Regions from separate parts of the Anas platyrhynchos genome. Here region 1 is linked to region 2. Evidence: chromatin contacts called from public Hi-C data. All regions are on one chromosome and are shown on one strand. The core of a region is the stretch at or near the end of the contact, and the rest is flanking DNA. Distances in the headings are between cores, read along the strand shown.

The links. Hi-C and Micro-C count contacts between places; a contact is called where the count stands out from the background.
Region 1: a Hi-C map of subcutaneous adipose tissue shows a contact between it and region 2, with 2.5 times the contacts expected there. The contact joins the promoter of COG2 here to the enhancer-like site in region 2. A contact is called at or near these places in 5 of 8 Hi-C or Micro-C datasets (F1 follicle, liver, skeletal muscle and 1 more).

Annotation. Positions count from the first base shown.
Region 1 is chr3:45,015,593-45,018,292 of IASCAAS_PekinDuck_T2T, forward strand. It overlaps COG2 (component of oligomeric golgi complex 2), which reads left to right and starts at 1,270. Exons shown (of 18, transcript XM_027454182.3): 1 at 1,270-1,449; 2 at 1,598-1,759; 3 at 2,554-2,619. The coding sequence starts at 1,378.
Region 2 is chr3:44,873,872-44,876,571 of IASCAAS_PekinDuck_T2T, forward strand. All of the region lies in intron 11 of GALNT2 (polypeptide N-acetylgalactosaminyltransferase 2), which reads left to right. Among named protein-coding and RNA genes, the nearest start is that of GALNT2, 82 kb to the left of the region's middle. Within about 2 kb of position 1,415, at least 3 of the 8 cell types and tissues checked have an H3K27ac peak or open chromatin away from gene starts, as enhancers often do. A contact at or near this core is called in F1 follicle and subcutaneous adipose tissue, where this site is marked.

The sequences.
Region 1 (2,700 bases), core at 20-2,519, 140 kb after region 2:
ATAAGAAACAACTTTTTGATCAGATATAGTCATAACTACTGGGAGGAAAAAAAAGCGGGGGGGGGGGGGGGGGTTGGGGGGGAGTGTGGATTTATGTGGTGGGTATATCTTTCATGCTTTTCAGCTTACAACACATTTGAGCTAGAAGCCATGTCTGCCAACGTCTGAGATCTCCAAGAGGGCTGGGCTGTGAAATAACAGGCTCAAAGAACTTTTCAAAGAGACAGGATGAGAGTGACCATTTCACTGGAGATGGAGAGCCTGTCTCACAGGCAAGGACAGTCAGCATGCAATGAGCCAGCCAGAGGGTGTACACGACCAGTCATTACTGGACTGCTCAGGTCTTCATCCTTCTGATAACTTATGAAATCCTAACTCACACACCAGCTCACGGGAGCAAATCACTCAACAAATTAGACTCTGGTGTATGGTTTTGACCTGCTAAAACCTATGAAGTGCAGCAGGTCTACAGGGCTTCAGCCCACCCTACCAAAATCTATGCCTGTAGCATCAGGAGAGTTGCTTCCACCTACCTGTGCAGGTGCAGGGAGCACTATAGCAGGTACACTGCTAAAATTGCTCAATACAGCTTTGAACTGAGCTCACTAAGGCAAGGTTAAACCCATAAAGCACATGGGTGAGGAAGGAGGTCATTTTTGTCTTCCATACTGAGGTGGCATACGGAAGCACAAATGACAGCAGGGTGCCTTTTTAGAGCCAAAGTTGCTTTTACTAATGTGCAAGAAACCTCAAATCAAAGATTTTGAAGGACGGATGTTAACAGAGGGTTTGCTGGTGAGCAGGATGTGAATTATGCTCTGATTCCTGATACTCCGCAGTACATGGGCACAAAGTGAAACACACTGACACATATGGAAAAGCTGTTTATGCTGTTAGAGCAGTCAGGCAATGGCACAAATTGCCCAGAGAGGAGCTGGGTCGTTATCCCTGGAGATACTTAAAACCCCAAAGAGACATAGCACAGGACAGCTGCCTCTGGATAACCCTGCAGAAGGCAGGGACCTGGCTCAAAACGCCCCCAGGAGCTATTTTCCACCTGTGTTTCCACGCTTTGTGCACGGCTTTAGGTGCATGAGTCCCTTGTGTGTACTAGGCAACTACTGTGGGGCAGAATCCTTCCACACCTCCCTCCCCATACGGCAAGCCTCCCCCGGCCGCCATTTTGTCCTCGGCGGGCCTCCCCGCCCGCAGTGCGGCGCGGAGCGCTCCAGGGGGCGCTGCAGCGCCCGGCCCGGCCCGCTCATGGCGCACGCCCCGGCCCGCCCCGTCCGGGCCGCGGGGGGGTGGAGGTGTCGCGCTGGCAGCGGCGGCTCCTGGGCCTGGCAGCCCGGCTGCAGCCGGGAGCCGCTGCCCGTCATGGAGGCGAAGAAGATGAACCTGCCGCGGGGCCCCGACAACCTCTGCTTCGACAAGGATGAGTTCATGAAGGTGGCCGGGGGCAGCGAGGGGGCTCCCGTGGGGTGAGGGGGGTGTGCGGTGGGGTCAGCTCTTCTGTATGGCACGCTGAATTTGGAGCGCTCTGTGTGTGCATAAAGTTTTTGCTTACATCCGTCTCCCTTTCCTGTTTGCTTTCCAGCCGGATTTTGACGTTGATCACTTCGTGTCGGAGTGCAGGAAACGTGTGCAGCTGGAGGAGCTCAGAGAGGATCTGGAGCTCTATTACAAACTCCTGAAAACGGCCATGGTGGAGCTCATAAATAAGGACTATGCAGATTTTGTTAATCTCTCAACAAATCTAGTAAGTGTTACAAAGTGGTACTGTCAGGCTCAGGCTTAATACATCTTACTGTGATTTTTATTTTTCATATGAGAAGTACATGGCTTCTCTTTTGGTTTTGTTAGGTTTAAGAAGGCTTAAACTCTGACCCCTTACATTGAGAGAAACTGAAAGACCATTCCTGCAGAATTCACCAGCAATACAGAATTGCTGTTGGCCCATAATAAATGTTTTAGATGTATTAAATACATCTAAAAATCCTAAAAATAATTCATTAGGAAGATAGATTCAAGGCAGACACTTCTTGTTTTTATCTGCTAACACTTGTAAAAATTAAAGGGAATAAGTTATTAAAATATTAATAGCAAAGATGCAAATAAAGCCATTTGTAGAGATTCTTTAGGACTCTTCAAACTTACTATATAGCTGTGTATTCTTAGAAAATCCAGCCCACTTTGCTGAGAATTTTAATCGCTTTCATATAAAAAATTTGTTGTCCACTGTGTCTCCTGCTCTTTTATTCCAATTTATAACATTATACAGGCTCAAAGTTTATCTTCTCTAGAAAGGGGAAAAAAAAAAACATAAATTAAGGTTTTCTTTCATTGTTGGCTTTATATGCCAAAAACGGTCTGATACCTTTACGCCCAAGTTGGAAGTAACATATTTATGCATTGCACTTAAAATTGGAGGCCATAACAGGAGATGTCTCATCGCGGTTCTCTTTAAGTATCTTTAAAATGATAGACTTTGTCAGTAATTTACATATGAATTTACCAAAAGAGTTACAATCTTTTTTGTTGTAATTTCTCTAGGTTGGCATGGACAAGGCCCTTAACCAGCTTTCTGTACCTTTGGGACAGTTAAGGGAAGAAGTTATGGTATGCTCAAAACAGTCATTATACACGGCTTGGTAATCTTTAATTCACTTTCATATAATATATAAACATTTTACTTATGCT
Region 2 (2,700 bases), core at 165-2,664:
CCTTGGAGGTATAAATTGTTCTTTTTCATGTTGGCTGTGCCAGCAATGTGACACTAATGAATTTAAGTCTGTTAAAATAAAGTCACAGTCTTCATTTCTTCCAGTAGTCATAGTAGGGATTTTTCTGCTCCCCTCTTCTTTGAGTTCTTTATTTCATACTACAGTGAAAATGAATAACAGTACTTGTGGGAAAGCAAAAGCTAGTGATGAAGTATCCTCTCTTAATATGTTACATCTTTGCCAGTACAGAATCCTAGAATATCCTGAGCAGGAAGGGACCCACAAGGTTCATGGAGTCCAACTCCTGGCTCCACAAAAAAGTGCCAAAAAAAATCAGACCATATGTCTGAGAGCATTGTCCAAATGATTCTTGAACTCTTGTCAGGCTTGGTGCTATGACCACTGCCCTGGGGAGCCTGTCCTAGTGCCCAACCACCCTCTTGGTGAAGAACCTTTCCCTAACGTCCAATCTGAACTTCCCCTATATATAGTGTGTGCCAGGAGGATAGAAGGATCTACCTATTAAACCATATTATGTAGGATTAGGAAGCAACTGTTTTAGTTTTACAGTAGGTTTTAAAATGCTGATGTCATAACAAGGATCAAGGTTAATAAATAATATGGTTAATAAAGTTATGCAGTTTTCCTTCTCTGCAGCTTTTTCTGTCTTTGGTCTGTTGCCGAGATGCTGCTTTTCTTGTGATATTAAATAGGTACTTAAACATAACTCATCTGAAAAGCAAGAAAAGGGTCTGGCTGTATGTGTGCAAGGATAGAGGATGCATCAGAAATATATCACATTAGCAGTGGCTGAAGATTCTGCATTTATACTGTGGTTAAAACTTTTAAATTTTGTTGCTGTGAAGTCAAATAATCATTGTAATTTGATCATTCAAATGTCCTGACAGCTGCTATGACAGTGTTTTTTAGTAGTATTTTGCTTTCTGGTCACTTGTGTTCAAAATTACTTGAAAAAGAGGTCCCACCTGGATGCGAGTGATGAGGACAACTAAAGCCTATGAACTAGCATCCTGGGAACTTGCATCCCTTTCCAGATCTATCTTTCTCTGTGGGCTGCTTATTGCCTTTGTCTGCTGAGATGTCTGAAATGCTGCAATGCCATTAAAGTTCTCTATTTCACTGGAGTTATTTTTGAATTGACCTAGAAAACTTGAATATCACTTAAAAGCAGGGTTGACAACTTGCTGTATAGTTAAAGGTCATGTTTCCTCCTCAGTCAGCTGTCTCATATGTCAAACTAATATAACAAAGCTCCTTTAAACAGACAAAGCAGTGATAGAATGAGAAACCTAGGGTAATATGATACCCTCATGGTGCAGATATTATCAGATATGTGTGGGACCTTGGTGCCAAGAAACTTGGTGCACAGAATCCGTGCTGGTTGTGCAACTGGGGACTTGTTAGCTTATACAATCATCTGTCCCTTGACTGCGTGTAACTTGTTCTGGAGTGCACTGGATAAGCTTCCTATTTTTAGCTGACTAGTCAGTGTGCATTGCCTTTGGGCAGCCAAAACAAATTGATGATTCTGGATGAGAGACCGGGAGTCCTGTATTACGAGAGGAGAGAGGAGATGACTTCCTGGCTGTGTGGTGTGGGCAGACACAGCTTGCATCTGGCAGGATTTACTAGATCAGTTTAGCTTTGCACATATATGCTTTGCTCTGTAGGGCCAGCTGCTTTAATATGCAACTTCATCTGAGCTAATAAACTTTGCAGAGCCCAGTCTGGTCTGTGCAGAACTGTCTCTAATGGCATGATGCTAAGTTTCATTATCTGTGGTCTAATGTAAGTGCTGAGTGCACCCTACGCTCTGTTTTTCCATACCTTGGCTTCTTTGGGGTCTTACTAATTTTACTGACTTTCTCCTGGCTATTTCTGCCTTCTGAATTGGAAAGAGTACTATTGAAGTTGTTGGCTGACAGCGTTTACTTTGGTTGCTCAAGATGAACTTGCCAAATGTAAAATAAGCTTCAGTGTTGCAAGCAAGACTTTTTCTAAGCATAAAATTATGAACAAAATAAGTAAATGAGTTTTACATAGACATAGAAGCCAGGGGGTAGAAAAAAGCCTTACCATCTTGCTGTCCAAAAGGAGATTTAAAGACACCAGTTACATAAAGACACAAATCTTAGATGTTTCATTAGAAGTAAAGAATCTTGGTTATTTTTTTTCCCCTGCACTTACAGTAATAATTACTTTGACTTCTAAAGTATTAGAAGTATTTTCTAATTGCTGTCTCTCCTCTGTTACTTCAGCTGCAGCAGACTTGCTTGGTTCATAGCCTTAAATGTCACAACAGCTTATGTCGTCTTGGAATGTTGAGTGCTATACTGGTAATAGTGAGATGCAGGCTGAATATGTTGCCAAAGTTAGCATATCTGTTTTCAGCAAGGTAAAACACGTTATTGAATACTGCCAATTGTTGAGATTTTCTGTTTCTAATTAGCTTGCTTATTCAGGTAAACACTCATGGAATTTGGTTTCTGTCAAGTTATTCTTATTAAAACAAACAAAAACAAACATTCTCTAAAGCTTACAGAAAAATCTTCAAGACATGTATTGAATTCCAGATGAAAATATGAAGAGTGTGGAAAAGGCACAAGTCTTGTTCTAAATGCATAGGTTTCAGTTGGTGTGGCTTTCTAATGGTTTTCTGTTATGTGGGTCTTTAATAGG